Linked DNA regions of Mus musculus: regions 1, 2 and 3 are each linked to region 4. The links are chromatin contacts, called in public Micro-C and promoter capture Hi-C maps. All regions are on one chromosome and are shown on one strand. Each heading gives the region's core, a stretch centred on a gene start, on an enhancer-like site or on the middle of the called end of the contact. The rest is flanking DNA. Distances are from core to core; before and after follow the strand shown. Region 1 overlaps Strip1 (striatin interacting protein 1). Region 2 holds the start of Lrif1 (ligand dependent nuclear receptor interacting factor 1). Region 3 holds the start of Slc6a17 (solute carrier family 6 (neurotransmitter transporter), member 17). Region 4 holds the start of Kcna2 (potassium voltage-gated channel, shaker-related subfamily, member 2).

Evidence for each region. Promoter capture Hi-C pulls out the DNA fragments that hold promoters and counts their contacts. A called contact is a pair of places that touch in the nucleus more often than the background predicts. Capture Hi-C pulls out chosen DNA fragments and counts their contacts.
Region 1: a contact with region 4 is called in a Micro-C map of palatal mesenchyme, with 2.1 times the contacts expected there. The contact joins the enhancer-like site here to the promoter of Kcna2 in region 4.
Region 2: a promoter capture Hi-C map of pancreatic islet shows a contact between it and region 4. The contact joins the promoter of Lrif1 here to the promoter of Kcna2 in region 4. A contact is called at or near these places in 2 of 115 datasets of contacts at active chromatin or transcription factors (CD8 T cells and thymocytes) and 1 of 9 other capture datasets (pancreatic islet).
Region 3: a promoter capture Hi-C map of embryonic stem cells shows a contact between it and region 4. The contact joins the promoter of Slc6a17 here to the promoter of Kcna2 in region 4. A contact is called at or near these places in 2 of 39 promoter capture datasets (both in embryonic stem cells) and 1 of 115 datasets of contacts at active chromatin or transcription factors (embryonic stem cells).

The regions. Positions count from the first base shown.
Region 1 is chr3:107,610,956-107,617,233 of GRCm38.p6, reverse strand. It overlaps Strip1 (striatin interacting protein 1), which reads left to right. Exons shown (of 21, transcript NM_153563.2): 16 at 296-422; 17 at 626-726; 18 at 1,407-1,473; 19 at 1,815-1,919; 20 at 2,435-2,639; 21 at 3,768-4,702. The coding sequence ends at 4,015. Among named protein-coding and RNA genes, the nearest start is that of Gm10961, 18 kb to the left of the region's middle. Within about 2 kb of position 4,078, at least 17 of the 459 cell types and tissues checked have an H3K27ac peak or open chromatin away from gene starts, as enhancers often do. A contact at or near this core is called in palatal mesenchyme, where this site is marked.
Region 2 is chr3:106,718,103-106,724,173 of GRCm38.p6, reverse strand. Lrif1 (ligand dependent nuclear receptor interacting factor 1) reads right to left here and starts at 2,492. Exons shown (of 4, transcript NM_001039488.1): 1 at 2,068-2,492. The coding sequence starts at 2,129.
Region 3 is chr3:107,515,938-107,521,785 of GRCm38.p6, reverse strand. It overlaps Slc6a17 (solute carrier family 6 (neurotransmitter transporter), member 17), which reads left to right and starts at 3,768. Exons shown (of 12, transcript NM_001293689.1): 1 at 3,768-4,180.
Region 4 is chr3:107,099,867-107,105,515 of GRCm38.p6, reverse strand. It overlaps Kcna2 (potassium voltage-gated channel, shaker-related subfamily, member 2), which reads right to left and starts at 3,949. Exons shown (of 3, transcript NM_008417.5): 1 at 3,757-3,949; 2 at 2,005-2,332; 3 at 1-1,571. The coding sequence starts at 1,411.

The DNA of each region.
Region 1 (6,278 bases), core at 2,829-5,328, 510 kb before region 4:
AGAATATACTTTGGGGAACTCAGGTTAATAGAGTGGCCAAAGCTTAGGGAGAGTTTGGAAAAGAAAAGAAGTTCAGTTTTGGAGGAGAAGCAGAGAAAGGGACTGAGTGTGTATTGGCGAGATGAAAGAAGCTGTTCCCGCTGGATCACTTGGGAGATAGAACCCTAAGGCTGGCCTCCGAGGTGTCTGTGGATCGTAGGCCTTTGCCAGAGGGTTCTGAAGCCCATCTCCTCTGTGGACACCTGGGAAGGAGGTACTGTGTGCTGGTAACTCACCCAGGCGCTTGTGTTCCTAGCACCACAGTACTGCAGAGCATGAAGTTGGGGGTGGATGTGAACCGCCACAAAGAGGTCATCGTTAAGGCCATTTCTGCCGTGCTGCTGCTGCTGCTCAAGCACTTTAAGTTGAACCACATCTACCAGGTACCTGCAGGATCTGCCTTCCTTCCTGTGCGCTGGGCGGGGCCTCTGGCAGTGCAGCTCCCCTAGCCCAGAGAGTAGGGCTTCACTTCCGAGCCCACTTGACCTCTGCACAGCATTCTAACACGAGGGCCTCCAGCCAAGGCTTTTTATCTCTAGACAAAAGAGAACCAGGGCTGTGCTTATTTTTCTTCTGTTGGTTTCAGTTTGAATACATGGCCCAGCACCTGGTATTTGCCAACTGCATCCCTTTGATCCTGAAGTTCTTCAATCAAAACATCATGTCCTACATCACTGCCAAGAACAGGTGATAAGGACCAGAGACCAAGAAAGGGTGGTGTAGACAGGTGGCAAGACTTCCAGCTGCCTCTCCACTGAGACTATTGAACAGACTTTTTCTTTAAACATCTATCTACCAGGCCTCAAAAAAGACATAATGAATGACAGAGTGTCAGTTATGGGATTAGCTACGCTAGTGACCAGGAGGCTCTCACCCTAGGCTCTGTAATTGCCACTTCTATCCTTCCTCCCTTTCTGCTTCCAGGTCTCTGTACAGAGCTTGGCTTTGTGTACTGTAAAGCCTTCTCTGATGATTCTCGTGGACTCTTCACAGCCTCCTTGTACCCACTGTACCCGGTAGCACCTGCTTGTCAGTGTGAGACATCACAAGGGAATCCAGTTAGCTGTGGCCTCTAAGAGGGCTTGGCATAAATCATTTGTCTCTAGTCCTACCTCCCAGATTCATGTGAAGGGAAAAGCTGCAATAGTGTCTCCACCCCTCACAGTTAGTAATTACATTACAAGCTTTTTGAGTCACAGAGCAACTGTACATACCATCTTATAGCAGGTATTTCTTCATCTTATAGTCAGGGAAACCAGGTTAGAGCAAGCGAGGTACATTGCTCCTTCTTCTTCAGCTCATCACGTCTGCTCTGGCAGACCCAGCCTTTGCTCACAGTGAGCACCTGGTCTTTTTGCATTCTGTAGCATTTCCGTCTTGGATTACCCTCACTGCGTGGTGAACGAACTTCCAGAGCTAACTGCAGAGAGTCTGGTGAGTGGCCCAGATCTCCCTGCCTACCCCTTTGGTATGAGCATTCCCTCCCCCAACACAAAGAGGTGTCTTCCAGAAGAGGTCACCTTTGGCTTTTAAAGTACCAGAAATGGCCATAGAGTCAGGGAGAGGACGCTGCGGAGCAGAACGATTGGGGATTGGCTGTGTGGTTAGTCAGGGCTGCTCACCTAGGATTTGCCCACTCAAGCTGCCTACATCTTCCCACTGAAGTCCGGGGCATTCTGTGACAGAATCATTGAAATCAGTCAAGGCCTTTGGACACTGCTGCTGAGCAGCCTGCAGTCGTGATAGTTGTGTTTGTCTCTGGCTTTTCCCTGCAGGAAGCTGGTGACAACAACCAGTTTTGCTGGAGGAATCTCTTTTCTTGCATCAATCTGCTTCGGATCTTGAACAAGCTAACCAAGTGGAAACACTCGAGAACCATGGTGAGTTGGTGCTGCAGCCAGCCTGGGCCATGCCGTGCCCGCCTCACCTGGGACGTGGTCCTCAGGGTGGGGCTTCCCAGGCAGCATCGTCCTCGTTCAGGTCTGCAGACTTCTGGTTCTCTGATGAGTACAACCAGAAGCTGGAAGAGACTCTCAGGCATGCCCTGAAACAAACCCTCAACCACAGACACTTTCTGATCTTTCTGATCCTGGGTGGGAAGTGATGGGCAGGAGTCAGGAGCCACCTTAGCCCTGCAATGCTTTGGAACAAGGAAGGTCCATGAGTTCTCAGAGATTAGATTACAGAGTGAGCCATAATTAGGGTTGCAACCTTAGTGGTTTGCTATAGCTCTGCTTGTCTTAGTGCCTAACACTTCAGGTGCCAGTGAACCAGTGAGTTCAAGAGAAACTGCATGGCTTGTGGTCCTGTCTGCTACCCCAGAAGTGCTAAGTGACCATGTAGTGGCACTCACACTTACTGCTTTCTCACCATGGCCGCCACCATGGCCGCCCAGATGCTGGTGGTGTTCAAGTCGGCACCCATCCTGAAGCGGGCCCTTAAGGTGAAGCAGGCCATGATGCAGCTCTACGTGCTGAAGTTGCTCAAGGTGCAGACCAAGTATTTGGGGCGACAGTGGCGCAAGAGCAACATGAAGACGATGTCTGCCATCTACCAGAAGGTGCGGCACCGGCTGAACGATGACTGGGCGTACGGCAATGGTGAGGCCACATATGACGCCGCAAGAGTGGGAGAGGGTAGGACAAGGGATGACTTGACTCCTTGCCTGTGGTACCTTAGTTTTCTCTGCCCTTAGGCACTGAGCAGGGCCGGGATCTAGTTTTAGTGGCTCTGGGCAAGACTTTGGGAAGCTACTCAGTATCTGTGTTCATCTGTTTCTCTGTCCCTCCACTCTAAATCCTGTCTTTTCCAGAAATTGCCATAAGATTCCATCCCCTCTTTATCCCTACTGCAGCTACCTAAATCTATAGATCCTCACCGGCTCTGCCTCTAGTTTCTCCCCACTGTTGGCCTCAGATTTGGCTCCTGTAATCTTTTCAACACACCCATCCTATGCTGTTGCCCCTGAGTAAGATTCCTGTTAGCTTTCTAGTTCCCATAGGAATGAAGTTAAACATTAAGACAGGAGGGGCAATCATTCACTTGCCTGATCCCAGAGTTTGCAGCTTTCTTTTCAAGCCCGTTGTGTGCTGGTACCCAGCTTCTGTCACACCCAAGACTCCAGGACAGAGTATGAAACCTCAGTACCAGCTGAGGATTGCTCTCAGGAGCTCTGCAGATCCCAGCAGCCACAGATGCCCATGCTCTCCAGTGTGCCCTCTGTGCCTGAGAATAGACTGTACAGGTACAGAGGGAAACTACACTTGGTCCCTGAGCGCTAGCCATGTTGCCTCCTGTTCCTGGGCCTCTGTAGACTGTTGGATATCTACATCCTCCCAGTCTAACTGTTGTTTACCTGGTGTTGCTGTGTTACACTGTCGCAGTCACATCACTCTGTGACTATGCCTGGCATCTGGGCTCAAGGTGGTGCATGACATTTTGTCATGGAGGTGAGAGGAGGAGCAGATGATGGAGTCTCGGAGTTATCTCTGTCATCTAGAACCAAGGGGAGACTGTGCTTTAAAAACGAGTTTTCCAGGACTCTCCTGTCTGTCGACATGTTTTGGGGGAACAAGTCTCTTTCTCAGAGTTAAGGATTTTCTCCTTATATTTGACTATCCTCTCCTGAGGATGGGCTTTGGAGATGATCTTCTGGTTAAAATCACGCTCCTACTCAAGGGGAGCTGCTATAGGGCTGACTCCTAACCGAGTTTTCTGCTTTGCCCCAGATCTTGATGCCCGGCCATGGGACTTCCAGGCAGAGGAGTGTGCTCTCCGTGCCAACATTGAACGCTTCAATGCCCGGCGCTATGACCGGACCCACAGCAACCCTGACTTCTTGCCAGTGGACAATTGCCTGCAGAGCGTATTGGGCCAGCGGGTAGATCTTCCTGAGGACTTCCAGATGAACTATGACCTATGGCTAGAGAGGGAGGTCTTCTCTAAGCCCATTTCCTGGGAAGAGCTGCTGCAGTGAAGAGGGCTGGAAAAGACCATGATCTGTCTGTCTCATACCTGAGGGACTGTCCTCACCATTGCTGCAGTGCTCCTGTTCCCCTCCAGGTGGCAGCACAGCTCCATTGAGTCCTCCACAGCCTGCCCTGGGCCTGTGAGTGAACCCAGGTTAGCCTCTGGTTGATTCCCAGCATCCTACTCAGGAGCTGTCATCTCCAAGCTGGGATCTACTCTCCCTCCACTTGCCCAGCTTCTACCCTCCTCTCTTGGATATGATCGATTGAAACTCATTTCACAGTTAGCCCTAGGCTGGGGAAAGCTGAGCCGGGCCTGGCATCCCTTCTCGACAGCAGCTGTATCGTGAGGTCCCACAGACTCCTGGGCAGCTTTGGCAATGTCAGCTGGTCAGGAAGGAGGGTCCGCTTGAGGGCCAAGAACAGAGTCAGCACCTTGGCTGTGCTCTGGGACTATCTCGTGCCATCCCAGCATCCTGCTGAGTTCTGTCCAGAAGTGATGGACACACAGCCTCTGCACCCTGGTTTTGGATGTGGTCAAAGGTGGAGTGAGGCTTCCTGAAGCCAGAGGTGCCGGTTTCCTCTCGGTTGCCATGACCTGTAAATATACAAAACTCTGTGTGATCTCTGGTGTCATGGTGGGGTTTTTATTGTGTTTGTGTATTCTGTTTACATTAAAAGAAAGCAAAACTGTCCGTGTTGCCTTGTGTGTAGATGCAGGCTCTGGGGACTGGGGATGCAGCACAGGCACTAGAGTGCCTACCTGGTAGGAAAGAAGCCTTGGGTAGTGGTACACACACGTGTACTCTCAGCACTTGAGAGGTGGAAGCAGGCGAATCAGAAGTTCTAGGTCAGTCTTGACTACATAGTTCAAGTTCAGCCTAGGCTATGTGAGATTCTCTCTGAGAAATATGGCCTGAAAATGATCAGTTCTCTCAAGAATCCCTTTCCCCAGCATGACAGGCTACCCGGCTAAGCTCTGGCCTGCCTGCCTTCCTGCCTTTTCTACCTGTTGTAGAGGGAAGGAGGGGTTAGTACTTTGGTCGTCGGCCCACATCAGTCTGGGCACATTGCTTTAGGGTTCTGGGTTTGCTGAGGATCAGGGTCCTGACTGCTAGGCTTGCTGTAGTTTCAGTAGAGACGTCAAGTTTCTCGGGATGACGCGCCGCAGCTGTCCTCAGCCAAGCCAGTTAGTACTAGGCTTAAGTGAAGTTGGTTGGGACAGAGGATAGTTGTGTGCTCAGAGCTATCAGGAATCCGTTTCATGGTGGGAGAGTGATGGAGAGTGCAGGTGTCTCCTATGGCTAAGGGAGAAACAAGGGGAACAGATCCATTCAAGTCCTAGAACCTCATTTGGCTCAGATAGCAGCCTCAGGCTCCTTTCTTCAGGCTTAACCTCCTTGTGACTTTAGTGACAGGACTGTTCTTTTTCGTAATTCCTAGAAGTCCCCTATAGGCCGTATGTATGAGATCTTAAATCTCTAAAAGGAGAGCCTTGACTGAGAAAGGAAATGTTCCAGGGCAAGCCTGTTTTGTTGGTATTTAGATACAGTGCCTGCTGGGTCTGCAACCTGCTAAGTGCCGGGATGTGCTTTCATGTGGCGGCATGGTTAATAATAGCCAGGGGGAAGGGTCAGAACATGAAAGTCACATAGCCTTATGGGCTGGAAAGTCCCTGTAGCTGACTCTTTCCCCACACGGTAACCTGCATAGGACAGTGGAGTCTCACCACTCTTGTTTGCATGGTGGATCTGCTGCTACATGCTGGAACAAGAAGTATAGATGCTGAGATTTCTATTTGAGGAAGGTGGGTTCTACATTCTTAATCCAGCATGCATCCAGCTCTCTGAAATTGCTTAGCCTGGTGCTTTGACCTCTCCCGCTCTTCTTTGCAGTCATTCCCAGACTCTCTTCTTCCTTGCAGAAGAAAAACAAAACAAAAACCACGAGGCCAGTGAACCAGAGCAGATGAGTGCCTTCATCTTTAGACTCAGGTCCTGGCCCTCAGGAAGAGAGCAAAGCAGCTTCTCCGACTATGGCATGTCACTGTCATGTTCCCTTTAGAACTCAAGTCCTTGTGTGTAAACATCTTGGAGACACCCAGTTTTGGGCTATTTCATCCGGGTAATGAGATGAACATGAAGACGCTCTGAAAATGGTTGAGTTACACAGAAGGGTCCAGTGCTCTTTAATGTACCAAGGGATGAATTACCCCGTGGGACAGACAGTGAACCATGCCAGGAAACTTAGTAAGGTTGAGTGGGTCCAAGA
Region 2 (6,071 bases), core at 1,243-3,742, 380 kb after region 4:
TTCTAAATCAGCACGGTCACTAGTTACTCAAACCTATTTTAATCTCATCAATCCTATTCCAAAAATTTTCTGCACACTCAATCTCCAATAGATGAAATAGTTACCAGACCAAAGCAAACGTTAGAGCTATTATGCTACCTGTGGTACACAACTGAGTAAATAAGAATTCAATGCAAATCTTAATAATTAAATGACTACTACACTGCAAATATACAGATTTTTGCATTGTTCTTATAAAACTGAGTTTCCTATTTTTATGCTTGATTAAATTACATACATTAAGTAATAAATATTCTCTATGACAATACTACTCCGAATATGTTATGATATCAGAAAATTTAAGAAATAAAAGCATGAAAATATAACAAGGCACAAGAAAATAAGCCAATGAATTAAAGAAGTTGAAAGTAACCAAAACATAATTGAATTTAAGATATTTTTCTGACTTAAAAATTTGCCAAAATTGTTAGAAAGTGTTTAAAAGAGAGCCCAAGGGCATAATAAAAAACTTTAATGCACCACTTAATCTTATAGGACTGGAAAAGAATATGATCTTAAACACATAAGTTATATCATCTATAATATATCATATACAGGTAAAACATATAAAATTATTGACTAAAAAGCATTTCTTCTACTTTTGCTTCTCTGTATAGGATACAATTTATCTTTAAATTTCCACAAAATACAGACTACCAAAGAGCCGTCTCTATTGCTATATAACAGTTCTTTCTATGTTAACAGCTCACTAGTTACTGTTAATGACTTTGGGGGGGGTACTTGCATAGTAACAGCTTCCTAAAGATTCAGCTACTGGCAAGGCTGACACAGGATGGTCACTTGTTTTTGTTAGAGCATTGTTTTAAAGGAAAATGTGTGTGTGTGTTTTTTTTAAAATCACTATTGGTTTTTCATTGCAATTTGGGTTTGTATATACTTGTAACTAAAAGAAACCTAGAAACAGGACACAAATTCATGTTCTTAAACTTGGAGCAAATATTTAAATAATCCTTTCTTTCTTAAATTATTTCTTTTCTGTTGTTATCAAAATATTCCCTGATACCATTATTTTTATTAGAAAGTGAAACATTAGTCTCATAAATGGTAACAAACAAAGCTGCAATAAACACCAGGTAGATTTTCTTTTTTCAACCACAATCCCCTTTCATCAGTTTTGCTCTTAGATTTTATGTTGTTCATTTACCTTCTACAGACTTACTAATCTTTGCTTCTCAACAAGCACTCATTAACTCTGGAAAGCATAAATTAAAGAATTGTTCCTTAAGGAATATTCTGTTGTTCCTGCTTTTATTTCATCTGGATTAACACAAAATTAAAAGAAAAATGTTACTGGTGATACATTTCCAAACCAAAGACTGTCAGAACCCTTTGTAATCCTAACACGAGGTAAACCCAGGCTGTATTGTGGACAGTCCTGGCTATAGTGAGTTTCCTACCTAACCAGAGCCATACAGTGTTCCAACTGTTCCTTTGTAGAGACAACCAATGAGATGCACCCCTTTTAGACCCGTTTCAAATGTGTTACCTGGAAAAACACATTTCAAGTTTTTACTTTTCTCCATATTAGTTGAAATTTTCAAATACTAAAGTCCCTTGTTCTAGAACACATTTTCTAAGTACATTAAAATGGGACTATTTTCACTTGAAGTTACAGCGCCGCGGGGCTGCACTTGCTAATCCACGATGGGTGTTTTGGTAAGTGTTTGAGATTCTTGGAGCATCGCCAAGTTGGTTTTACTTCCGTGGGTATCTACTTGTTCCGCCTATGAAATTCGAGCGGGTGGCGTAGGGCGCGCTGGGGGCCAGGAGATGGTAGCTGCGTTGTAATCGCGGGCTGCTTTACATTTTGGAGAGGACTGGGAGCCAAGGGCTCTGCACTGGTGTGCAGTGGGTGCGGTGTAAGGAGGTGTGCTGTGATGGCGCTGTGCTCCCACATCCCCGCAGCTAGCACCCGGTGCGCGCGGCTGAACGTCAGCTGACGCGGCCATGACAACCTAAGTCACAGGGTGTGGGCGGGCGCCTGAAGAACTGGGAACTGGTACTTACCAGCGCGAGCCTGACTTTTCCTCTGCGGTTTTCAGAATGACGCTCTGGAGACTATTAGACATTTTAGATGGGTGGGAGGGGATAGGGCAGTGAATACTGGGGGGACAGCGTCCCCAAGTAGGCGCGAACCAGAGCACGGGTGTGGAAGGGCAGCGTCTGAGGCGAGCGAACAGAAGGGTGTGACGGGAGATAGTTGAGAGGGCGGCTCCCCCAGCTTCCGTGGGAAGTGGCTGTAGAAGCCGGAAGACTCCTACCTCAGGCAAGCTCACAGTTTTCCGGCGAGTCTCTTCTGGCTACGTGACGCATCACAGCCAGTCAGAGAGGACGTGGGGGGCGTGGCATCAATAGCACCACCCACGACAGGGCCTGATCGGAGTCTGCGCCCACTAAAACCGAGCTCCTAGAGCCAGGGATCCTAGGCATACAGCTACGTCACATATGGTTACCAAGGCGAATGGATCGCCATGGCCCCGCCCTTATGACGTGGTCCAATCGACAGCGAAGGTTGAGGTCTCTTCTTCCGGATCAAAGGAGGAACTAAAAGAGAAAGTGCTTTCACTGCCTACATGAAATGAAATACTTCCGGTGTCAGGCTTAAATTGTCTGCACTTGTACATGCGCTTTTGCAAGCCAATGTAATAATGTCCTCCTTAGCAGTTTTATTCAGTAGACACAGATAGGCATTTGGTAGTTGCCATAAATTGTTGAAAACCTTTATCTCCCTTCTCATGGCTAGAAGTGATTATTTTTTTCTGTTTCTTGAAGTTTTGCTCTACATTAATCGATTAACCATTTTCTCCATTCCCACACTAACACCTCAGTTAAAACTGTATCTTACTGTCATGTATTCAATTCTTTGAGTGTCTGTGCATTAAATCCCCTGTATAAACTTTTTGAAACTCTTAATTTCCAGAAACCAGCTCTAAGAATTCTCTAGAGTCCTGCAGTTAATGACTATTTGAGAATTGGGATCATACTGTTTAATGGGTAGGAGGAATTATAGTTTAATTAGGTGTGGAATATTATGAAAGTGTTTTCAAAGATAAAATTTTATTTGACATAGGCAATCTTGTATGCTGCAGTGTTCAAATTCAGGACACTGATAAGGTAGACAATTTGAAGGTTTATATGGTTATTTAAAAATGGAATTACCAGGCTTAGTGACACACATATGCAATTCTAGCGCTTGGAAAGTACAAGCAAGACGATAGGGGCTTTAAGATCACCCTTGGCTACTTAGTAGAAGGCCATCAAGAACTACATGAAATCTAGTCTCACAAAAAGGGAAGAAGAAAGGTTTACTCATACCCCTAACTGCTAAACGTTAAAGATTTTTAAGAACTTCAGGTTTTGATATGTCAAGAGAAAGTATCATTTTCCTATTTTTGTATAGCACATTTATTTGACAATAAAGTACCCTGTTCTCATACTAAAGACATCAGGAAAGATAGGCAGACCTTAATGCTTTCAAGCTTTATGGCATCTTTTGTCTATGTAATCAAAGTTACTAGGAAAAAACAACAATGACAACAACAACTAAAACAAACAAACAAAAAAATCAAATGCGTTTTGCTACACATTGCTGTGCACACCTTTTATTCCAGAACTCAGGAAGAGGCAGGTGGGTCTCTGAATTTGAGGTCAGCCTAGTCACCAAAGTGAGTTTCAGGTTAGCCAGGGTTATACAGTGAGAACCCTCTCTAAGAGTTTGTGTGTGTCTAAGTGTGTGTGTGTGTTGTGTGTGGGGGGGGGGGGTACGGCACTTGGGAGGCTGCCTACCTTGTTTGCTATCTTATCAATTGCCATTTATTGATTATATTTTCCAGTCGGGCTTTTCTTATTCATCTGGGTTAAAGCTTCAAGACTAATTATCACAGGTTGTGCTATCCAGATGTTGGGAGGACAAGAAGTTTATTAGATTATCAGTTTCAGTGAAAGAAAAATTTGGCAGAGAGAGAAATTAGCCTGAGATACATTTCAACAAAAATCTTCTCTGCCTCAGTCCAATTCTGAAATAGCCCTCAAACTTTTTCCTGTAGAGGAAGAAAACATGAGGGTTTATGCTTATAATAATCAGTCACTGCACCCATGCTGTGACCAAAAGAAAAATGGAGTTTCATTCCCACATTTAAGAAAGAATTCTGTAGCCAAGGCAATTATGGAAAGAGGCTGATATTTGAGGCATGCCTATTGGCAAGAGTCCAAGTACTATAATAATAAGACCATAGCCACATCAGAAGAAAATCCTGGGAGTTGGATCATAGCATCCTACATGCTTATTAAACAATTCTTGCAGCTCTTTATTACAATTAATGCAGTTTATCTCACACTTAAAATCTTTAGTCAGCAACATCATTATTCTCTCACTCTTGAAGAAACAGCAATATGCTTTTCTTTCTAACTTTTGATCTACTTGGTGTGTTATAAGGGTCCATTTCTGTTTATTAAATAAATGAGTTCTCATTCCTTGTTTCTCTTATTTTCTAAAACTATTTGTCCCCAGCTGATAATATCCCTTCCCATGATTTTAATTACTACCTCTTACCTATTATTACTCTACAAAATGTATACATAATAGCATATTCTAGGCACTGATATGTGCATTATAAATAGACACTCATTTATGGCAAAAATAACCCAGTAAAATCATTATACAAAAAATTAAGAAATTAAGAAACTAGCCATTGAAAGAGCAAACAACTCTCTGGAAGTTACACAGTTGGTAATTGGTAGAGCTAAGTTTTAAATTTAGGTTGTTTGTCTGAAGATTCTATGTCTCTCACTCTTAATTTGCAAAATATATATTCAGTAATTATCATTACATGTAGCTGGGTTTTAATGTACATTGGTGAGATCTATTGAGTGTTTTAAAAAATCATCTTCAAATGAAATATGTTCAAAAATAGCCAGAAGCAGGAAATAACCCAGATGTCCCTCAACCAAAGAATGGATACAGAAAATGTGGTTCATTTACACAAAGGAATGGTATTCAGCTATTAAAAATGAAGACATCATGATTCTTTCAGGCAAATGGATATAACTAGAAAATATCATCATGAGTGAGGTAACTCAGATCAAAAGGACATGCATAGTATGTACTCACTCACTGATAAGTAGATAGTAGCCAAAAAGTACAGAATATCTAGGATACAACTTACAGAAAGATAACAAGCAGAAATGCCCAAATGAGGAGACTTCAACCCCACTCTGAAGGGGGAAGGATACGGGTGGGAGACTGGAGGAGGGAAAGGAGAACGGGATCAAATATTGAGGGGGAAGTGGACAGGGGAGAAGCCCATAGGGCCTAGAGAATAAATGGAAATAAGCAGCCTCAGGGAGTGGGAGGTGGGGAACCCTCTAGAGAGTATCAGTACCAGAGACCTAGGAGGTGAAACACTCTCAGGACTCATTGGGTGTGACCTCAAACAAAATGCCCAACACTGGGGAAAGGTAACTGAAAGAGTCCACCTCAAGTAGATAAGACATGGCCTCAAGTGGAGGGACAGAGTTACTAACTAACCCACAGTCAAAATTCCTGATCCAGAATTGTTCCTATCTAAAAGAACAGCAGAGACAAAAATGGAGAAGAGACTGAATTAAAGGAGGTCCAATGACTGTCACAACTTGGGATGCATCTCACTGGGGATGTTTGTGCGGGGAACCAAGGCCTGATACTACTATGCTATGATGTGCTTACAGACAGGAGCTTAGCATGGCTGTTCTCAGATAAGCTCTACCAGCAGCTGACTGTTACACCAAACCATTGGACTGAAATCAGAGACTTATATGGTTGAAATAGGGGAAGGACTGAAGAAGCTGAAAGGGAAAGCAACTCCATAGGAAGATCAGCAATCTCAACTAACCCAGACTCCAGGGAGCTTCCAGAAACTGAGCCACCAACCAGAAGCATCCATGGGCATGCTTTTATTTGGAAGAATGTGGATTTTGAGACTTTGGATTTGGAAAGCCATGGAATCCTTTAAATGGGCTTAATGGGCTATCCT
Region 3 (5,848 bases), core at 2,519-5,018, 420 kb before region 4:
TTCCTGCCACCTCATGAGCCTGCCCACCAGTGATGCCTTTCAAGCTTCATCTCTGATTCTTGCAGTTTTGACACTGCAGATTGCCTTTCCTTCTAGAAACTTCTGTAACACACACTGCCCTCCCAATTCTTGCCTTCCTGTCTCCTTTTCTGACCCTCCTTCTCCCTGCCTTAGAAGTCAGTCCTTTCACTAGTCAGTCCTCAAACTGAGACTCCCTCCAGACCATCTCCACTCTTCCTCTGCATGGTCTGAGCATTGTCCTCTGTGGTTAGGACTTCTGGATTTGAACCCAGCCTGCCCTCCTGGTGTTCTTACTCACATGTCTAACCACTCTTTTCCATTCTTTTAGTTAATGTTTGTAGAGAGCCCATTGTGTTTTGAGGATAGACATGATCTCTGCCTTTATGGAGCTTCCAGGTCAGCCAAGGAGACCATTCTCAAGAAACCAGTCACATCTTTAAACACCTAACCATTGTTGTAAGAAAGGCTACAAAGGGGTATCCACCTGAGGGGTTAGCATTACTCTCCTCCATGGTCAGAAAGATATGGGTGAATGGCCAGGAAACGAAGGAAGAGGAGGAGGGGCCAGCAGATGGGCCTGAAGTTTGAGCCAGGAAAGCGTAGGAAGAGTAGAGAGAAGGCTACTGGAGCAAGTGGGCTGCAGAAAAGCCAGAGAGGGAGGAGTGATGGATGAGAGTGGAGACGAGAAAGGGCTCCGAGGCACTGTGGGCTTGAGAAGGGTGCCGTTACATCTTCACTTCTAAAGACTCCTCTTGAAAGGAGAAAAGGGGTGAATCTGGGTCTGAGTCAGGAGACTATGAGTGTCCAGGTGAGTGGTGGTTATAGTTTAGACCAAGATCATGACAGAATTAAAGAGAAGTGGCCAGATGCTAGAGGCACTTAGTAGCTAAGACCTCCAGGATTTAATGTGGATATCACGAAGGGATAAGGAGGAGGTGGGTTGCAAGGTGACAGATGGGTTTCTGACATGGAGAGTTGGATATGGGGCAGTAGGCACAAAGTTGACTGTTTTTCAGGACGTGGGGGTGGGGGTGGTCTCTGAATAAGGACATCTGCCTGGAAATGTAAAGAATTGAGTGCGCCACACTCAGGAAACTCTAGAATGAATATACCAGCAACAGAGAAACAACGCAGAGTGACAAAAGGACCAAGTAGAATTCAGTCTATAAAGATTAGCAGGAGAATGGGGGAGGGGGGTGGCCAGAGGTCAGAGGGACATAAGGAGTGGGGACATAATGAAGGAGAGGGGTCCAAGAATGTACTAGAGAATGGTCAATAAAACAAGGACTGGAAAATGCCCTGTGGATTTAGTCAGTCAGAGGCCATTGATGGGATCCATCTTGACTTCAGGACAGAGGAGAGTTGGCTATGGAGTGAGGGGAAGAGGAGGAAATGGGGACAGAGAACTTGGAAGAAGAAAGTTGAGCCACTTTTAAAGGAGATATTTGAACATGCTTAAAAGCTGCCGAGAAAGACACAGTGGCAGGAGAGTCTAGCATGTTTAAGGTTGACTCAGGCTGTCAAGAAGCTGTGGGCCATGGGACCCAGGGGCTAAGAAGGGCTTGGATTCTGACAGCAGGGAAGGCTCCCCTGCTCTCCCAGGGATGGGAGGGAGGAAAGGAGTGTAGCTGCTCTGAGGACCAAGGCGGTTTCTGAAAGACCAGGGAGGCAATGGGTAGACACAGGATGGTTAAGAGAATAGAAACTTGAGGAGGCCTTAATTGAGGAGAGGAATTGATGGCTCATAAAGCCACATAGAGGCACTGGGAATCAAGAAGCCCACCCAAGGCTGGCGACCGAGAAGGTAGAGGGAGATGGTGACTTCACGCTCCCCCCTCCGCACCCCCCCCCACCGAGAACTTTGCATGAAGAAACCAGGTATTGAGCCTATTCAGGATTAAGGTTGTCAGCAAGTGGCTATGATGAGACAAGGGACTTCTATCTGATATATATACTTACCTTCTTCCCCAAATTTCTTCTTCCTAGGTGTTTTGTTTTTGTTTTTGTTTTTTTGTTTAGTTTAGTGACAATACAGTCACCCAATAATTGCCATTTATCAAGCACATGTGACATCAAATAATTTAAAATAATCATCTTATGTGATCATAACAGCAACTGTATAGGATTGCATTTTCTTACAGTATGCACCGTTAGGCTCATTAGGTTATAAATCCTACTCAGGGTATGTAAGTGATGACAATCTAGATTAAAAAAACTTAGGCTCACTGGGCTCAAAAGTTCTTTGCAATCATTACACAAACTCTAAAACTCCTTTCCTTAAAACCACCTTTATCTGAGGTTCTCCTTCCTCTCGCCCCCTCTCTGCATCTCAGTTGTCTCACTGGGTTTGTTCACCTCCTCCACACCTCTTACATTACTCACTTCTTCCTTCGGTGTACCTCCATCCTGCTGATTTCCTGGTTAAGTCCACCAGAACATATGTTCTGTGAGGGCAGGGATCATGATGGGTCTTCCCTGTAACATCCATAGGACTGCAACAGTGCTCAGCAAACAATAGACTTGCTAAATACTTGTTAACTAAAAGAACCATCTATTGGCAGAGATCATTCTCAATGGGTATCTTTCATGTCCAGATGTCTCACGGGCCAAGGAACTGATGTTTTTTTTTTGTTCCAGTAAGGACTGGAGGATCTTTGCACAGTAAACTGGTGGATCTTTGCATAGCGATCTGCTTCAGAGAACAGAGAAGGTGGAGGGAAGTGTTGTTTGCTGTTCATTATGATAAAAATTCTGTAGGGGCAAATCACCTGTGAGTTTTCTTAGAGTCCACTATAAAACATTTAGGCTTCCCTAAACTTGAAGCCCTCCCACAGGACTTGAGAAACTGATCCGAATCTGAATCATTTCACTTGCAATACATGTGCTTTGTTTCTGGCCCCTGGGCTTCTGTGTCTTCAGTCATCATCCATAAATCGGTGGCCAGCCAGCTAGTTAGACTGAAGTACAGACTATCCCAGTACTTGCTTCTGGTCTCCATCATGATCTCACTTCCTCCACCCCTTCCAAACAGGTACTTGTTTGGAAATACCAAAGGTCCTCTAGAGCAGAGACAATTATTTCAGACTCCCGAACAGCACTTCTAGCCAGACAGGCCCTGTCACTTTTTGTCATTCGCCAGCTGTTTCTGCTCAGGCAACCACTTGTATGCACATAGTCTACACTTTTGCATTCACCCTGAGCAAATAAATACATTCCCTCCACAATGGCTGCCTTTCCTCATTTTGTCTACGTATCCCTTGGGGCCAGCATCCTTCAACACCTGTTTGGTACCCAGTCACAATTTCCCTCTCTCTTACTGCCCTCACTAGACTCATCTGTCAGGTTTTTGAGTTGTGTAGAGGTTGGCCTTGTGGGGTGATAGGATGGAAGAATGCCAGGGGGAAGGGGCAGCCAAAGGTGGGAATCGAGGCACCATCCACGTAGAGATGGAAAGAATAACCACTGAGTGGGACTGGAATCCTGAGAGGGTCAAAAGAAGGTGAGTCTGTAATGACAGGTGAGGTCCTCGGCTCAGGAGGCCTTTGGCCATGGCAGTTTATTTTCCTGAGAGCAGATGCCTAAAGAGAGCCTTCGGATCTCAAGAGGCTTCTTTCGGCAACCCCTCTCCTGCTCCCTACCCACCACTCTGTTTGGGTCCGCCATCAGAGCCTCGCACGCAGCCGGGGAGCCTCGCATTGACGCGGGCCCGCGCGTGAGTCAAGCCTGCGTCACGGCGCCCCGCCGCCAGGGTGGCCTTTCGGAAAGCGAGGGAACAGCGCGCGCCGCGCTCCGCCCAGCTCCGTTCCGCTCCGCAGAGCCGACGCGGACCGGGCACGGGGACGACGGCACTCGGCCGGGGCCTTCGCAGCCACGCGCTCCCTCCGCGGCGGGATCTGAGCCCCGGGGCGGCTCCCTAGAGCCCCGAGCGAGCGGAGGGCGGGAGCAGGGTTGGGACTCACGGCGACGGAGGGAGCGACAAGCCAGCTGAGTCGCGTGCGCCGGCGCGCGCAGCTCCAGGTCCCCCAGCCCCAGCTGGGGCCTGTCGCTGCCTGACTCCCCTTGCCCTCGGGAAGGACGGTGCACCCACGACCCGTCCGGGACCACGGCCACTCGGCGGAAATCCAGGGGCCGAGTCCGCGCGACGGCCCACGCGGGACAGGTGAGTCGCTGTTTGCTCCCCGAATGGCATCCCTGGGACAGCCACGGCAACTTTGCTTGCGCGGCCCCGCCTCAGCCTGAAAGGCCTGAAAGCGTGCAAGGCGGCGCTTTCTCTGGGTCCACACGACCTGCGCTGGCTCAGGGGCTCCTCCTGCCGCTCCAGCCATCGTTGCCTGGCGACGGAGGCCCGGGGCGGCGACGTTCTGGCGCGTCAAGGGTGCACGGCAGCTCCTGCACAGGTTGGACTTGAGCTTCAGCTTCTGGAGCTCAGGATGCCCCAGAACTCCGGAGGTAACAGGACAGCTGAAGAGGCGAGCACTAATGAAGAGCCAGCGAGGCCAGCTCGGTGGGTCCCTCCGCCTGGAGCGCGCCTAGGGCGCAGCCCCACGGGGAGGCTCCGGCGCTGCTGGAGACCCCAGCCTCAGACACTCGGCCACGGGCCCGTGACCTTGACGGTAACATTGGCTAGAGAAGCAGAACGTTCGCGCCCGAGATTTAATTCCCAGCCCTGGGGCTGCTCCTCAGTGAATTTGGGGCTAGAGTGGAAGAGCCCTTCCTCCCAGGAGGGAAGCACATCTGGGGACCGAAAGGCAGAGACAGGTGATGTGCACTGGGGGCCACAGTCTAGAGGGGCCAGCTGTCTGGAGAGAGGCCTCCGCCACATTTAAACCTGTGCAGACAGGGCTCTGAAGGGATGTTCGCAGTACGTCAGGACTGCTCCCCTAGGGGCGCGGCCGCCTGAGAAGGAAGCCTGATGCTTCATCCTCTTTAAAAGCCCAAACAGCTCTATCTTGTGTTCAAGTTCAATTTTGAGGCTACTCGGACCCAGTAGCAGTCAAGTGGGTTTTATTCTTTGAAAACTTCCCTCCCTCCCTCTCTTCACCCTCCCTCCCTCCTCCTTTCTCTCCCTCTGTCCTTTTCTCTTCCTCCTTAGAAATAGTTTAATGGGACATGTGAATTAGGAAATTTCTACTATGGGAGGCAGTTCAGTTGTGAACAAGAAGCAGGTTGGATTGGGTTGGGTTGAGTGGGGATGAAGAAGAAAGACTGTTATTGCCCTTTTAACAAAAAAACTGCCAGGGACTGAGAAAACCCTGCAATGGCTCCATAAAAAACGGTACCAAAACTTTAGTATCTATTTTGGTGGGCTATGTGGAGCTTAAACATCTTGCACCTCCCGCGGTTCTCACATTATACCATCTAGTAAGTTAGGTCCATCTCTTGGGAGAGAAGGACTTTCAGGTCACACCTGGTTGCCCTTGGCTGTGGACAAGGCCATCAGAGGTTTTAGCTCCTGTGTTCCCTTTTCCTCTAATGGAGCAGCTGTGGCTAAGTAGGTGGTTGAGTCGAATAGAGAATTTCTGCAGCTTAGCCTTTGGTGACTCAGTGCAGGAGGGGAATCGTGCCCACCAGCTCTGATTGGAGTTGGCTTAGCCTGAGTCACACAGAGTCGTGTGTCAGCTGTTTGTGAGTTCCTTGGAGTTCTTTAGCAGGACTCGTGAGCTGGAATGGCCTGAGCTTGCAGGTAGTGTAGGGGTAGCCAAGTCTTCAGAGTAGATCTCAGTCTGCCTGCTGTTAAGGAGGGCCTGTTGAACTCTGTCCCCATGGGGATGGTGAGTACCACCAGGCTGCAGAGGGGTCCCGTGCTTGTGGTCACAGTTTGGCCTAA
Region 4 (5,649 bases), core at 2,700-5,199:
CCTCATTGCTGTTGTTAACTCCCTCCTGTATCTCCATGTAATCAGACTTACTTATGGTAGAGGCACTTCTACTTTTCTTTAGGTCAGGGGAGGACGGGATCTTTGGACAGCTTGTCACTTGCAAGTACTGGGCCTGCTCCTCTCCCTCTGTCTCCCGGTGGTAGAAGTAGTTGAAATTAGACACTATGACAGGGACTGGTAAGGCAATGGTTAACACACCTGCAATTGCACACAGAGAACCCACTATCTTCCCCCCAATGGTAGTTGGAACCATGTCTCCATAGCCTACAGTTGTCATGGAGACGACTGCCCACCAGAAAGCATCCGGGATGCTGGGGAACTGGGAATCTCTCTCATCAGCTTCTGCAAAATAGACAGCACTAGAGAAGAGGATGACCCCAATGAAGAGGAAGAATATCAGGAGGCCCAATTCCCTCATGCTAGCTTTGAGGGTCTGACCTAGAATCTGTAGACCTTTGGAGTGTCTGGACAACTTGAAAATCCTAAAGACTCTTACCAACCGGATGACACGGAGAATGGCCAGTGACATGGCCTGCTGGCCTTGCTGGGCGTCCTCTGGCTTCTCAGCTAACTCTGTCCCCAGGGTGATAAAGTAAGGGATGATAGCCACAATGTCAATGATGTTCATGATGTTGGTGAAGAAGCCAGCTTTGCTGGGACAGGCAAAGAATCTAACCAGAAACTCAAAGGAGAACCAGATGATGCAGAGAGTCTCTACAATGAAGAAAGGGTCGGTGAAGGAGGTGGACTGCTGGTACCCGATGGTGCTGTTGGAATAGGTGTGGAAGGTCACCCCGCCACCATGCATGTCCTCATTCTCATCCCGGAAGATGGGCAAGGTTTCCAGACAGAAGCTGACGATGGAGATCAGAATGACCATCACAGATACAATGGCTATAATCCTGGCAGGCCCTGAGCTCTCAGGGTATTCAAAGAGAAGCCACACCTGTCTCTGAAACTCATTTTCAGGCAGAGGACGCTCTTCTTCCTTGATGTAGCCTTCATCCTCCCGAAACATCTCCATTGCTTCTTCTCCTAGCTCATAAAACCGGATTTCTTCCGAGAAGATATCTAAGGGCACGTTCACAGGTCGCCTCAACCTGCCCCCAGACTGATAGTAGTACAAAATGGCATCAAAGCTAGGGCGGTTGCGATCAAAAAAGTACTCATTTCGGAGGGGATCGAAGTACCTCATCCGTTTCTTGGGGTCCCCTAAGAGGGTCTCTGGGAACTGGGCTAAGGTCTTTAGCTGAGTTTCGAACCGCAGGCCTGAGATGTTGATGACCACTCTCTCACAGCATTCATGGTCTGCCTCTGGGTCATAGGTGTCTTGTGGGTGCCCAGGGAGGGCAGCAGCCTCGTCCACTGGGTCTCCGGTAGCCACTGTCATAATTGGGGCTGAGAAGTGTGCTTTACTTTAATGCCTTCCAGCTGCCTGCAGCAGGGAACTCGGTGCTGATAACGGCCCCAGGAAACACAGAAGCATAAGTCTGAGCTTCTGCAGGAAAGCCCCAGAGCCCTTTGTGAGTTGGAGACACAGCCCCACTCGGCTGAAAGACAGAGGCAGGTAAGGACATGAGATCACCAGTCATTGGCAACCTGACAGGAGGTGCACTTGATGTCCCCAAGAGTTCAGAAACATGACTGTACCATCACTTCTGCCACTAAAACTATTATCACCTTGTCACTTGTCTAGGGGTCAGTAGGGTTCAGGGAACAAACAATCTTTCAAGGAAGCTATAGAATGGCCTGCGCTAGGGGCAGGCGGCTGAGACAGGATCTTGGGTACCACACACATGCTGGGGACATAGCTGCACAGGAGGAGTGGAGAAGGGAGCCCTCTGCCAGGCACTGTGCTAATGTTTTGGCAATACCTGCACCAAAGGAGGTATTCATGGTAGGGTGTTTGGGACCTGGGCCTTGGTCACTGATGCCACCCCCATTGCCTCTATATGACTGCTACTAAGTGATTGTTTGATTTACCTGGCCAGGCAGGAGCCTGAGGTACTCTTCTTCGAAGAGCAGATCTGATGGCACAGATACACAAATAGGCAGCTCAGTCCCCGTCACATCTTCTCACTTGAGCTGGAAATAATGGTGAGTCATTCTGAGCAGGAGGGCAGGTCCTGGAGGTGTGCTCTAGGACTGGATGGGGCTCGAGGGACAGTGAGATGCTTGGCCAGGGGCGCGCACCACGACTTGAGGAGGAGAGTGGAGCTTGGGTCTGAAGCCTTTGGAAGGAAGGAGGCAAGATGCACAGCTCAGCAAAAGCCTGAGTCCTCCTGGCTGTCCTCCGGAGGTGTGACGTTGCCTGGAAAACACAGCAGCAAGGTGGGACCAAGGCTTCCAGGCAGCTGAGACCAAGACTTTTAAGGGCTCTGGCAGATCCCCTCAGGGCAAGTGACAAGCCCCCACATCTACTTTCCATGACACTTGTGAATGAGATCCACCACAGGAGCCTTTTCCTAACCTCTCCTGGATAACCATAAGCTTTCCCTTCCCATCAGCTTGAAGCACTTTCTCCCTAGACCTCAGTTGCCAACAGAAGCGACCCAGCTTTCTTGGTGTCAGAAGACATATCTCCCAAGAGGGAGGGTTTTCCTCTCTGACCTTAGCCATGTCCTGGTAAAGAAGCAATCCTTCCTCCACAACACACACTCCTTCCCAGCTAGAGAGGTCCCACAAGCAGCAAGATTGCCTCTGTAGAATGCCTAATAGAAGGGGTCGCTTGAACTTACTCTCCCTCCAGGATCCCTGGGCCTCAGGCCTTGCTCTGGGTTGGGTGGCATTTGAGCTGGGCAAGCACTCGACCACCGATTTCTTCCCAAGAGAAAATCCCTCACATCTCGGCAGGGAAGCACAGAACAAACGCTCAAGCTGCCTGACTGCGGGGCGGATTGGCTTCACATAGAGGGGGAGCCTAGAGAAAGCTGGCTTCCGGGCTGGCCCCCCGCCGACCCAATCCCGCTGGCCCCAGAGCCGGGGAGGGGTCTGGGCCCTCTCCCATCGCCCGGGGTTCCAGCCGGGATTCCGCCGGGCGCGCTCCCGCCGGAATCCGCTGGGCTGACCGGAGCCCACAGCCGCCGGACCGCTAGAGTGTGCCACCTTAACCCCTTCCTGCGCAGTGCGGTGGGCTCCCGCTGCGGGCCGGAGGGCAGCCTAGCTGGTGCCTGCGAGGTCCAGCCGAGGGACCACCAAGACTCCATCTCCACCTGAAACACAGGAGCCCGAACTCTGAGGGTGCAGAGCAGGCGTCGCCAGGCAGCTGCTCCAGATCTAGCTTCCTTTTAGGCTGGAGAGCTTCACGGCAGCCCACCACCCCGGCCAAGTGGAAAAAACAAGAGACTGCAGAGAAGCCCATTTTACTCCGTTGCCGAGAGGCAAATGCAACCAGGAGGACCCAAGTGACTCGGGTCCTACCCACCCACTATTTACCAGCGGTGGCTATGCAGTCAGCTGCACTTCCCATCACCCGCCAGCTCCAATCTGCGCCCTCCGCCCTATGTCACGCACAGACCACAGGGTCCCCGAGCCCATTCCATGCACTCTTCTGCAGGAACAAGTCTCCCCCTTAAGTCCCACGCAGCCGGTGCGGATCCACAGCCCTTCAGGCCGACATCAAGGGTCGGCACCACCTCGCCCACCCAGACTACCGTGGTACCCTGCAGCCCCTATGGGCGCTGCAGCCGGTCAGGGATGGCAGCATGCGCAGCAGAATGCCGGACACTGATTTACCCTTGCAGATGGGTACCAGAGCCTCCATGTTCCTGGGTGGCAGCCAGCACAGGCAGAACCCGGACAGCGGGCGGTGGCGGTGGTGGCGGCGGGGTGCGGGCGGCCAGCCGGGAGCCGACTCTGCAGTCCCGCGGGCGGCGCGTACGGAGCGCCCGGCCGCCGCCCGCAGCCGCACCGCGCCGCACCGCGCCACGCAGCGCCGCACCTGGCCCCGCAGCGAACTCGAATTAAAGGGGCCGGCTGGGGCAGAGCTAGCGAGGTGTGTCGCTCGCCGCCGCCGCCAAGCTGGCCACTGGGTTAGATCCCTGTGTCCCGGACCCCCACCGCAAAGAAAACACCCCATTCTTTGACAAAACCTAGCTTACCAAACAAAACTCCGCGCAGAGCTCAGCTGGGTACTGCCTGGGTCGGGAGACAGGGGAGAGGGTAGAAGTTGAGGAGCGCTTGAGAGGTTCTTGCCAACATAATGAAGTAGGCAGGATGAACTGATCAATACCATCCCAGGCCCGAGCGCGAGCCAGCCCCGAGGGAGATGTGTTGCTATTATTAAGATGCTGCCAGACAGAATCTGCAGACCCCAGTCCCCCCACTCCTGCCTTCTGCTTCTGCATCCCCGTTTCCTTCAGTACTCCTGAGCCCCACCTCTCTCTTACCCAGCACAGACTCGGTTTCCCAGGACAATACAGCAGGTGAGGGCCTGGCCTCAGTGTAGCAGAAACTCACTGCTGTCTTTGCCCCCCACGGGGTGGGGGTTGGGGGGAACTGCAGAACAACAGAACTGCAGGACTGGCTTCTAGCCTTTCTGACTTCCTTTCCCCAGGGCTCTGGACAGAGAGGGCGGAGGGACACACAGTTGCCCTTGGGAGAGCAGGCTCCTTACAAAAGCCCTTTCACAGATCTTAACACCACCAGCTGGCCCACGATCTCACCGTGGGGGTGCATGGTAGAGCAGGATATGCCCTTTGCCTCGGAAATAATTTGTATAGGAAGTTCTTGGCTTAGGTTGGGGATAGGAGTGTTTTAGGGGGTCCAGATTGGCTTGCAAACCTTGCAAAAGCTCCAAGCCTTCACTAGTACAGTTCTGCAGGCCCCCTGTCAGAACCGCCTACACGGATACTCCACAGAGGGACTCATTGAAATGAACTTCTGAGCTCTGATGTTCAGAGGGGCTCTGGTGTGTGAAAGACTCTTCCCTGGCCCTTTCTGCTAAGACAGTTCTCTTTATGCAAGTATCAGAAACTCTGAAAGCCTGCTTCCCTGCAAGGGAAGGTTCTAAGAGATTCGGCCATTTCCCAGTGGGAGCCTATAAGGTGGGTGAAAGATTGGACCCTACCTAGAGCTACAAAGCTAGAAGGCTTTGGTGGGCTTAGAGGGAAATCAATGTCTTGTAAGACCAGACTCGTTTGGCTTCTGGCTCCTGGAAGATTGGCTATGAAGATCGGTTGTCAATGCAGGATCCAGAGTCTAGCCTGGGTGTTTCACTTGCCAAATTCAAACTTCAATTTCTGTCAAGTTATTGGATAAGTAAATTTGCTGCAGAAGAAGCAACCTGTCAGTGGTAAACTGTGCATGAAGAGTTTATCTCTAACAATCACCTAAAAAACAATGGTTTCTGGTGCCCTGTCTGCTCTCAGATCTCTTAGGCTTCCGTTTGTGTTTCTCTTTGTACCTAACCACTGGGCTGTGTTTCTTATTCATCCTGCTTTCTACCGTAGTCTCAGCTATTCAGCAGAAACAACCTACAGTGCTCAGCTATGTACTCCTTCTGGATGGTTCCCCTGAGGGTCTCTGTTTCTCCCATTTGTCATGCTTATGTCCACTAAAGAGTATGCCTATAGTTTCATTGTCTTATTTATAGAACAAAAGGTATGGAGAGCAGGAAACCCTTGTGGG